Linked DNA regions of Sus scrofa: all the other regions are linked to region 2. A link is a contact called in public HiChIP or PLAC-seq and promoter capture Hi-C data. All regions are on one chromosome and are shown on one strand. The core of a region is the stretch at or near the end of the contact, and the rest is flanking DNA. Distances in the headings are between cores, read along the strand shown. Region 1 holds the start of ZNF782 (zinc finger protein 782). Region 2 holds the start of SLC35D2 (solute carrier family 35 member D2). Region 3 holds the start of AAED1 (thioredoxin-like protein AAED1). Region 4 holds the start of CDC14B (dual specificity protein phosphatase CDC14B).

What was found. Promoter capture Hi-C pulls out the DNA fragments that hold promoters and counts their contacts. HiChIP or PLAC-seq counts read pairs in DNA pulled down with a chosen protein or histone mark.
Region 1: a contact with region 2 is called in an H3K27ac HiChIP or PLAC-seq map of skeletal muscle, with 6 times the contacts expected there. The contact joins the promoter of ZNF782 here to the promoter of SLC35D2 in region 2. A contact is called at or near these places in 1 of 5 promoter capture datasets (fetal liver) and 1 of 2 datasets of contacts at active chromatin or transcription factors (skeletal muscle).
Region 3: a promoter capture Hi-C map of fetal liver shows a contact between it and region 2, with 5 times the contacts expected there. The contact joins the promoter of AAED1 here to the promoter of SLC35D2 in region 2. A contact is called at or near these places in 2 of 5 promoter capture datasets (fetal liver and liver) and 1 of 2 datasets of contacts at active chromatin or transcription factors (alveolar macrophages).
Region 4: an H3K27ac HiChIP or PLAC-seq map of skeletal muscle shows a contact between it and region 2, with 5 times the contacts expected there. The contact joins the promoter of CDC14B here to the promoter of SLC35D2 in region 2. A contact is called at or near these places in 2 of 5 promoter capture datasets (fetal liver and fetal skeletal muscle), 2 of 47 Hi-C or Micro-C datasets (embryonic fibroblasts and heart right ventricle) and 1 of 2 datasets of contacts at active chromatin or transcription factors (skeletal muscle).

What each region holds. Positions count from the first base shown.
Region 1 is chr10:25,282,655-25,285,354 of Sscrofa11.1, reverse strand. ZNF782 (zinc finger protein 782) reads right to left here and starts at 1,393. Exons shown (of 6, transcript XM_021064572.1): 1 at 1,264-1,393; 2 at 1-9.
Region 2 is chr10:25,737,000-25,739,699 of Sscrofa11.1, reverse strand. It overlaps SLC35D2 (solute carrier family 35 member D2), which reads right to left and starts at 1,443. Exons shown (of 10, transcript NM_001244362.1): 1 at 1,264-1,443. The coding sequence starts at 1,415.
Region 3 is chr10:25,426,836-25,429,576 of Sscrofa11.1, reverse strand. AAED1 (thioredoxin-like protein AAED1) reads right to left here and starts at 1,446. Exons shown (of 6, transcript XM_003130856.4): 1 at 1,172-1,446; 2 at 640-708. The coding sequence starts at 1,369.
Region 4 is chr10:25,470,606-25,473,364 of Sscrofa11.1, reverse strand. It overlaps CDC14B (dual specificity protein phosphatase CDC14B), which reads right to left and starts at 1,389. Exons shown (of 15, transcript XM_021064578.1): 1 at 1,138-1,389. The coding sequence starts at 1,297.

The sequences.
Region 1 (2,700 bases), core at 144-2,643, 450 kb after region 2:
TCACGGTAACTGGAACATGGATCCAAGAAAAAAATTCATTTTAGGAGTAAAAGTCTAACTCTCGGAATTCATTATAATATCAGACTTAAAAGAGAGCCTGACCATGCAGAAGGGGCCTGGGACCTCTGACCCAAGTGACTTGAAGAGACACTAGAAGTCCCAGAATACATTTGACACATGGTTGGAATCCATCTACATTCACGTTCCTTCATATTTCTGGAAATTGGGGACAGGCCACTTTGCTAAGTGCTGTTAAGGCTACAATGATGGTTTTGGGCAGGTGTGATACTGAGACAAAGCCTGAGGCTGTAAGTAAACCGCACACATGCCCTTGCATCCAAACTCCCTCACTGCTGGCTTGTGACCTGAGCATCGTTCCACCAATCTGTGCCTCGGTATTTGTTAATGTGGTTGTGTGGGTTACATAAAGCCATCAAATGAAAAGAATAAAGTGTCTTCCAACTACAATAGCAGTTGTCACTTACCCAGTGCTCAGTATCTGGCATTTGTCTAAATAATTTACAAGTGATGCCTCTGATCTATGCTATAAAACAGTCATCATTAATACCATTTTCACTCGAGAAACTGTACTCTTATCCAGGTTCTGTCACCCTGCGTACAGGTGACAGGGGGAATTTACCAAGGCCCTTCTGGATCCAGAGCTGGGGCTCTCATCACAGAGGCCAGGACCACCCTCAGTACCATAAATGCAATTATTTCCCCCCTGCTGCTGACATGGGCTTTTTTTCCCTGTAAGGCTGCAGGCGAGGCTGGGCACACGGTCCCCACACCCCCAGGCCTACAATGAGCATCTGCTTTTTTTTTTTTTTGGTATTTTTAGGGCCGCACCTACGGCATTTGTAAGTTCCCAAGCTAGGGGTCCAATCGGAGTTTAGCTGTCCTACACCACAACCACAGCAGCCGGATGCAAGCCACTGCTCCGACCTACACCACAGCTTGGGGCAAGGCTGGATGCTTAATCCACTGAGTAGGCCAGGGATCGAACCCATGTCCTCATGGCTACTAGTCGGGTTCCTTACCGCTGAGCCACCAAGGGAACTCCTGAACATCTGCTCTTAACCGGATCAGCCTGACCTGCGCCCCAGGAGCAGCGGGCAGGGGTACCCCGCTACCAGCCTTCCAACAGGCAGAGGGCCTGCTGGGGCTCATACACTAGCGCTCATTGGAGGGAGTCCCAAAGACTTTCCGTTCCCATCCTTAGGCACAAATGCACCCCTCCTAGCTAGTCACCCGCACTCTCACCCCAGGTGCGCCTCCTTCGAGCAGACCCCCCAGGTTCCCAAACCGCTTCCCGGAGCCCAGAGAAGACGAGTGAGGTGACGGGACTACTGCTGCGCACGCGCAAAAGAAGCCTAGCCTCTCCTTCCCAGAGTGCCGCGAGGTAAAACAGACTGATTCGAGACTACATTTCCCATACACCTCCGCGTCCGCTCTGGAGGTCGCTACTTTGGCATTTGCGCAGTTTAGAAAGCTGAAGGGGTCAGTCTAGAAAGTGCTGTCTCCTGCCCAGGATCTCAACAACCTGGAAGAGAACGGGTTAAACTTGAGCTTAACTGCCAGATGCAAAGTGTGGTCCTCTATTGACTCCCGATTGAAATAGCAGTTTTGTTTGTTTGTTTTTTGATAAGTGGTTTGGAAGCAGTTGGGGAAACTTGAATATGTATTGGATTTTGAAAATATTAAAATTACCAATACTTAGGTAAAGTGTGATAGAATTTTGGAGTTATGTAGGAAAATTGATTTTGCAAGAAAAAAAATGGCAGGGCGATTGAAATTAAATAGCTGTAAAATTATAATTTTATTATTTTTCATGTGGGGCTTGTACCCTGTTTCTAAGCAGCCAACAGCACCATTAACCCCTAAGCCCCGTACTGGATGCCTAGAATCCAGTGTGGAGGTTCTCTTGGGGGTGGGGTGGGGTTTCAGGACAGTGCTGCAGCTGTAACTGTATACAGGGAATCTGTTGGATTTATGCATAAACATTATTTCCTAGTGATTGCTGTATGTTATAAATAGCAAATAATTGTTTAAAATTGCTGTTTATTATAAAATTAAACTAACAAAAAATAGAAAAGTTAAATATAATAACCACCTGTAATATCTGATTACACCTTTCCACATTTCCTATGTAAATATATTCATACCCACTGGTATAGTCACAAATGTGAAACTTTCTTTACAAGCTATTTTTCAAACAAAAATTTAAACTTTTTTTATCTCAAAAAAACCACATGGTTTCCAGCTGAATTCTTTTATTGTTTCAACAAATGTTGTTGATTAAATTCCATTGATCTTGGATTTCTGTGCACATAAGTTTGTTTGCTTTTTGCTGACATTATCCTTTGTCATTAATGAATTATAAATAAGCACAAAAATGCTGGTCAAATTGTATTAAATCAATATTACATATATGTATATGTATGTATTTTTGCTTTTTTAGGGCTGCACCCAGTGGCATATGGAAGTTCCCAGCCTAGGGGTCGAGTCAGAGCTACAGCTGCTTGCCTTTGCCACCCACAGAAACAGTAGATCCAAGTCGCATCTGCAACCTATACCACAGCTCATCCGGATCCCTGACTCACGGAACTAGGCCAAGGATCAAACCTCATGGATAGTAGTTGGATTCATTTCCACTGAGCCACAATGGGAACTCCAAAATCAATATTATATTAAATCAAT
Region 2 (2,700 bases), core at 194-2,693:
AGCTCCTGTGGGTCTCAGCTTTTTTTTTTTTTTTTTTTTTTTTTTTTTTTTTTTTTTTTTTAGGGCCACATCCGTGGCACATGAAGGTTTCCAGGCTAGCAGTTAAATTGGAGCTGTAGCCACTGGCCTACACCCATAGCCACAGCAATGCCAGATCTGAGCACATCTGCAACCTACACCACAGCTCATGGAAATGCCGGATCCTTAACCCACTGATCAAGGCCAGGGATCGAACCTGCATCTTCATGGATGCTAGTCAGATTCCTTTCTGCTGAGCCACGACAGGAACTCCAGGATAGAAGCTTTTGCAAGCATAAACAAAATAAGAAGGCCAAAGATACTCTCTGAGGGCTCTTTGGGTTCTTTATAAAACTTTAATTTTACATTCTTATAGCAACAGTACCATTTACAAAGAGAGCCCTCACTTAATGATAGCTCACGCCAGAGCTCTGGAAGGTAACTAACATAATCGTAATTATCCAACTTTCACATCTGAAAAAAAAACCGCTGACTCTGAGACTGGCGCAAGAGGCATAGCTATTAAATGCGGGAGCTGGATCTAAAACCACAGGGCTTTCAATGCCGATACAATGAAAGCATAACTAAACAGGATATTCTAGTCTTTACATACAGGTTCAACGAACCACAAGTTTCCTGGTTTACTGCACACTCATCAAAAAAGTCTAAAATATGAACTTTGGTTTTCCCCCGTTTTGAATGATCAAATGCAAATAAACTTATCCACCCGGGCCCCTTCTGATTGTTGAACACCTCGATGTGTACAAAGAATAGTTCACATTTACAGAACACATTCAGATCACTTGTTTCAGCTCACTGGTGCTCGTGAAAACTCTACAAGCGCCGCTGCGCAAGGTCCTGCAGGAGTAAGCGGTCCTGTGTCCGCGCTCACTGACAGCGGAATGACTTTGCTAGACTGTGGTTCGGTTTATGCAACGCTGCGAAGGTTCCGGCCGGTGCAAACATGGCCCAGGTGCCAAGCACAAAGCCACCCACGCCGGCGCAGGAGTCAGCAGAGACACTCCCGGCTCGCTGTCCCCGCCCGTCGGTTGCGCAGGGGGCGGCCCAAGTGCACCAAGGGCAGGGGCAGCCCGGCTGCACTCCCCCGCTCGGGGACCTCGGGGTGTCCTGCCAGGCCCTGCGGGGACAGGGCGGCATCGGATCGGGAAGGTCCCCGGGGTGGGTCGCCGCCGAGCAGCCGGGCACCCCCGCGGACCCCGCCCGGATCTCTGGCGCCCGCCTCACCGGTAGGTGGTCAGCAGCGCCTTGTTGACCAGCACGAGGAGGAAGGAGCAGGTCCCATAGAAGAGCGCGGACAGCAGCTTGGCCGCCCGGGAAGGCAGCCCCACGGAGCCGGGATCAGCGCCCGAGCCCTCCGCCTGGCCGCCGGCCGTCATGTCCAGCGGCCGCCAGCCTCCACCGCACTTGGGGACGCCCCGCCCAAGTTCCGTCCCCACCCCCGGCCCGCGGCCGAAACAGGAAGGGCTGCGGCGGGAACCCCACACGCCAGCGCGGCCCCATCGGTCGCCCCGAAGCTACTGGAGGGAGAAGAGCGGGTTTGGCTGGAGTTCGGGCTCAAAAACACCACTTTCTGATGGCTTGTCTGAAAGGAGCACAGAAACGGGTTTGGCAGAGTTTAAAAACCCCATCTTCCTCCAAAGACTGGGGAGAAATGTTAAAGACCGTTTTGCTCTCTTGGCGAGAAATATTAAGACTTTTTTTTGTCTTTTTTTTTTTTTTTGACAATTTTAAATGTATAATGTACATACAGTGAAATGCAATCGAGTCCACAGTTTGATGTTTTGACAAATGCGTAACCCATGTAACCACCCAAGTCAAAACATAGAACAAAAAAGATCTGAGTTCCCTACGTGGTTATCGAACCCCGACTAGCAACCATGAGGATGTGGGTTTCATCCTTGGCCTCGCCCAGTGGGTTAAGGTGCCGGCAGTTGCTGTGGCTGTGGTGTAGGCTGGCAAATACAGCTCCGATTCAACCCCTAGCCTGGGAACGTCCATATGCCCTGGGTGAGGCCCCCAAAATACAAAAAAAAAAAAAACAAAACCAAACCGTAGAACACTTCCATTCCCCCAGTGCACTGTGTCCTACTGAGGGCGATCGATCCCCTCAATTCATTCTGATTTCTGTTACCATAGACTAAATTTGCCTGTTCAGAAATTTCATGGAAACGAGCATGTAGTCTTTCAAGGCTTTTTTGGCTCAGTTTATTATTTTAGTGACTCAGCCAGGTTTGAGTCTTTTCATTGTTGAGTAGTACCACGACTTGTGTATCCATTCCTCAGTGATTATGTGATGGGCATTGGTTGTTTCCAGGTTAGGAACTGCCAAAAAACAAAGATGGTCCATGAATATTCATGTACAAGTTTTTGTGTGAATGTATACTTTCATTTATCTTTGCGAAATGCCTAGGGATGATATGGGTGCAAAGTCTCCAGGTTTCTTGCCTCTGGGTGCTTTATGGCAGGTTCTCCCCCTGAGGGCCCATTTCTTTTCTACATGGGTACATCTAAGGATAGGTTTGTTGTTTGTGTTAACTCTGACCAGCATCTACTTGCTCTAGAATTTTTTCAATTAACTGTCCCATATTTTCATTCTAATTTTTTTTTTTTTTGTCTTTTATCCTTTTAGGGCCGCTCCCGTGGCATATGCAGGTTCCCAGG
Region 3 (2,741 bases), core at 197-2,696, 310 kb after region 2:
TTTTTGTTTGTTTGTTTTTTTTTGTCTTTTTGCTATTTCTTTGGGCCGCTCCCGCGGCATATGGAGGTTCCCAGGCTAGGGGTCCAATCGGAGCTGGAGCCACTGGCCTACGCCAGAGCCACAGCAACGTGGGATCTGAGCCCCGTCTGCAACCTACACCACAGCTCACGGCAACGCCAGATCGTTAACCCACTGAGCAAGGGCAGGGACCGAACCCGCAACCTCATGGTTCCTAGTCGGATTTGTTAACCACTGCGCCACGACAGGAACTCCCCTGGAGTGTTATTTATTGCAAAAATAAAGGGAAGGAAACAGCAATAATTTCTAACATTTGGTTTTGGTCATCAATCAACTTTTAAGAACAGCAAGTTATTAAATAACATCAAAAGTATTATTATGGATAATATGTTTATAATCAGGCAGGAATGAAACGGCCCGAAACAGATTTCTAACGCGTCTGACCCCCTTTTAGAGGCGTTGGAGAGATGTGTGGAATGGCAATAGTCTGGGTTTGTGTCTGCGAAGGAGAGGAGGCGCGTTCCTCTCACCTCATCCCATTGCAGTCCTCATAAATGACAGATGACTTTCGCAAGGCTGCCCTGAAGCGGGCACGCGGCTGTTCAAGCTTAGGAAACTTACTTGTAAGAAACTCTTGGGGATTTTGGCCAGATCTTCTACGTATTCCTTGCAGATGTAACACAGGAAATGCTGAAATCCCAACATGGGCAAAAAAGGACAAGTTAGCAACTAACAACTTCAGAATCCACAAAGGACCAAGTACTTTATTGTGCGTGACACTACTTCACGCAACACCCATGCAGGTAGAAAAAGATGTCAGAGGAAAAAAAAAAAAAAGTCTGAAGCGCCCGAAAGTGCACTGAAATTAGGCCGCACCCGGTCCCTGCTAGGCCTCCTCGCTTGCTGAGAAAATGGCCTTGGCTTGGCGGGCTGCTTTTCTATTCCCGTTCAAGGAAGCAAGAGGAGCAGTTCGCATTCCAGAAGCCTCTAGTGGATGATCACGGGAAGGGCCAGGCCCAGCAGTCTCCCCTCTCGGGCCCCGGACCCTTTGAGGGACCCGATGGACTTCCCCTAGCTGGGGCCGTGGAAGCAACCTCCGTCCCAGCCTGCGGGCGAGGTCCCAGCTCCGGGTTGTCTCGCCGCCCGCGCTCACCCGCACAAAGACCACGACAGCCCGTCGCTCTCGGAACAGCGAGCCGAACAGCACCCGCCTCCCGGAGGCGTCCAGCACGGGCATCTCGGCCACGGTGGCGGCCAGGGGCTGCCCACTCTCGGGGCCGCTTGGAATTGAGGCTGGAGCGGCGCGACCGCTGACTTGCCGCGTGACCGGAGCCACGAATGGCGAAGCCATCGTGCCCAGGAACTACCCGCCCGTAGGTCGCACCGGCTGGGGACAGTCTGTGAGCGGGATTGCAGCCAAACTAGGAGCAAGGGGCGGGGCACGGGGCAGGGGGCGGGGCACGGGGCAGGGGGCGGGGTGCATAGGCAGGGCGGGGCGGAACACTGCGCAGGGGCGGGGCACTGGGCAGGGGCGGAGCTGCGTCTGGTCCAGACCCGCCGCGGGGGACGAGTGTGGCACCTTGCCGGTGAGTCTCGGCTTGTACGCAGCTCAGGCGGTCGAGATGTTGCGGGAAAGTAGAGACCCGCTCTCGCGTTTTCTGACTCAGCCAACTCTTGGTAAGAAGAGAGAAAGAGGAGGGTCTGAGCCCAGAAGGGAAGAAAGCAGCTCACTCCGTAGCTGCATCAGCCGAAGTTAGTTTTTATCTGTTCAAGACAGCTAGTGCCCAAGGACATGCCGTGATGGGATAGATTTTTTTCCATCTAGTACGTTTTTAACCCTCTCCTTTTTCAGCTCTCTTACTTTTTTTTTTTAAGATATTATTACCATACGGTGTCGTGCAGATCTTAAGGGTGGAATTATTTTTTTTTATTTTTTATTTTTTTTGCTTTTTGTCTTTTCTAGGGCTGCACCCGTGGCATATGGAGATTCCCAGGCCAGGGGTCTAATTGGAGCTGCAGCTGCCGGCCTACGCCACAGCCACAGCAACGCAGGATCCGAGCGGTGTCTGTGACCTACACCACAGCTCACGGCAACACCAGATCCTTAACCCACTGAGCGAGGCCAGGGATCGAACCCTCAACCTCATGATTCCCAGTTGAATTCGTTAACCACTGAGCCACGACGGGAACTCCCACATTTTTTAAATTAAATTTTTAAATTTAATAATTTGCCAACATTTTATCATGGAAAATTTTAAACCTGCCCAAAAAGGTGAAAGATTTTTCCAGTGAACACTCTTATATCCACTACCTAGATTCTACTGTTAACATTTTACTCTATCACAACCTATGCATCAATCCGATTAGGTGAGTTTTACCTTATTATCCATCTGTTATCCACAACCCTATAAAAATATGGAACATTGCTGTCGCTTGAAAAAATTCCCCCGGCTCTATTTCTTAAGAGCTGATATAATAAACCTATTTATAAATGTTTTAGGCATTTCAGGAGTCCATGCCCTTTTTTCAGACTTGTTTTGCTATAGCTATTTACCAGGCCCCTCAAATGAGATGTGCCTCTGTGTGTGTGTGTGTGTGTGTGTGTGTGTGTGTGTGTATGTAAATGGTGGATTGTGAGGGATGAAGAAAATGGAATTAAATGGCTTGGAGTTCCCAAGTGGTGCAGTGGGTTGAGGATCTGGCACTGTCACTGCTGTGGCTTC
Region 4 (2,759 bases), core at 140-2,639, 270 kb after region 2:
CACTCTACTCTCAGCTTTCTGCAAAATGGACCTTCTGTGTCCCACTGTCCATCCACTTAGAAAATAATTTCTACTAAAATTCTGTGTTTGAACACTTTCTAAATTAATGTCCTGACCGCTCCAGCTCACCTGGTTTTAGCAAAGGCTAAGGGCGGGAAACAGTTTATAAAAATCCCACACACCGAGGTTTCCACATTCCGCGCCACACGAAAACAGACTGCAAAATCCCTCAAAATTGTAGACAGCTGTGCTGTTTACAAAGCCTTACCACATACATCCTCATATTTAATGCCTTCACAGTCCTCAGTGTCAATCCTGGCAAACCCCACAGCTCCCAAACTGGATTTATTACATTTTCAGGAATTGTACAATCAGCACTAATAATAAGGCATCTATCAAACGGCTGCTTTTCTACCTGCTATTTCTCAAAAGTGACAACTCTGAGCATTCGGCACGCTGACCGATTCAAAAGCCATCAACGTGACACATTCCTTCCAGAAGCAAGGCAAGGGAATTTTCCCCAGGAGGGTCTGGGCAGTGCTCGTGCGCGCACTGGGGAGGGGGCAAGTGCCTTGAGGACCAGGGCAAGGATCAGGCTCCCCGGCCGGGCCGGGGAACGCCGCCCCAGGCGGGAGGGACTCCATTTCCCACAGAGCAGCGGAGGCTTGGCAAACGCCAAATAAACAAGGCAGCTCCCGTGCAGGCGAGTTCAGCGCGCTCGGGGAATCCTTTGGGAGTGACTCGGAGGTTCAGACTCTTGTTAAGGGCCAACCGACCTTCCAACCTGGGAGGCGTTATCAACTTGGATTTAGGAAAAGCCGGAGGCGCCGAGCTGACGCCAGCCATTTAGAAAGGTGACCCTCGGGCCATCTTGGCTGGGGTAGGAGGGTGCAAAACGGATAAAGTTACAGATCGCAGCAAACGCAGATGGAAACTCGGGGTAGGCGGGCGCTCCCAGAGAGCCCGGCTCCTGAAGGGGGTGTGGCCGGCTGGGGCTTTTATGGGGTGGGGGGTGGAGGCGTGTCAGTCGGGCCCCAGGAGGCGCCTATACCGCCTGGGTGGGTGGGCTAGGACCCCCGCGCCGGGTGCCGCGTGTCCGAGGCGGCCCACCGTGCGCTCGCTCGCTCGCTGGCTCACCGGTGATGTCCAGGTACAGGTCGTCCCGTTGGTCCAGGTTGTGCAGTTCCTGCGACGTGGAGCTGCGGCTCTTCTTCACTCCCTGCGAGGACGACGAACACCGCCGCGAGCAAGGGGGCGCGGCGGCCCAGCTCGGCCGCCGCTCGCTCTTCCGCTTCATGGAGGCGGCCGCGGCCCGTCAGGGGACCACGACCATGGCCCCGCGCGCCCGCTAGCCCGCCAAAGCCCCCGCCAGCCCCGCGCGCGGGCGCTCGGGGCGGCGGGCGCGGAGGGGCGCTGCGGCGACGGCGGAGCCCGGCGCGGGTGGCCGCGCAGGAGCCGGAGGAGGGGCCGGGCCCACCGCGCCTGCCCCGCTCCCTCCTGCGGCCGCCGCGGGACCGGCGCCGCAGCCCTTGGTATAGCGCCTCCTGCTGCTGCTGCTGCGGGCGCCCCCCAGCCCGCCCCCAGGTGCCCGCTGCCCGCTGGCGCGGCGGAGGCGACGGTGCTGCGGCCGGCGCCAGGGGCTGCCCGGGGTAACCGCGCGCGCCCACCGCAGCTGCAGACGCTGCTGCCGAGGCGCCCGAGCACAGCGGGCCGCGGCTCCCAGGGACCCCAGGAGGGCTGTTCCGTGGAGCTTCATTCACAAAAAAGGGCCCACAACCCTCCTCGGGGCCCGCAGACTGAGTCCTTTCATTGGTCAGTGAGTCGTGACGTCACGGAGACGGAGCTTTTCTACAGGCAGGTAGCCGGTGACGCCATAAAGAAAAGTCTGAGTGGTTCCGCCAATCAAAGATAAAAGTGCACTCGCGACCCTCCGCAAGCCCTCTAACTTCTGTTTCTTCTATGTTCCCAGAATGCCAAGACCCCAGTTTCAAACTTCCTTTAGTGAGTCATCAACGCTTTACACAGCCTCTACCCTAGTAACTTAACTGCGGTTCTTTGGCGTGTATATTTTTTTAAGGTATTTCTTGGTTTTCCGTCTGTATCGCTCCAAGTCAAAGGGGCTCGTGCCATGGCGGCTGGCTTGGAAAAGAGAATGGACTTAGTGAATTGTCCGCTGTTATGTAGACTTAAGGTGGAGTTGATTTCAGAATTTAGGAACTATTTAAATCAGCTACGCTCTTTTTAGTGACCTATGCCCAGGATTCAAATAGTCCAAGCAAGAGCTTCTTAAGGAGTCGATAAAACTACCATAGAAACACGATATACTACAATGGTTTGCACTTCGAAGTTCGTCATCTTGGAATCCTGTACCGGGATTGACTCAGTAGTTTCATACACCAGTTGCTATGTTTTTCTTACCTAAGGTATTGACAGGTCCAGTCGGTGAAGTATTGAAACAAGTAATCAATCTCCTTTTTTTTTTTTTTTTTCTTTTTCCTACTGAGTTAAAATAATGACAGATCTTTCTAGAATTTAACCAAGACTAACATTTTGAAGGGTCTTTGCTTCGAACAAATATCCGTGGCGGCATAGAAAAGTGTCAGAAGACCGGTGGGCAGTATCTAGATTTTAGACCCCAAAATTCTACTTCTAGCCACCTAGTCCCAATTTTCACCAGCACTTTCCACAATTACAGCCAGCCTCTAGAAGGAAGAATTTGAATCAGTCTCCTGGGAAGCCTTTCAGAAATGCAGATTTTG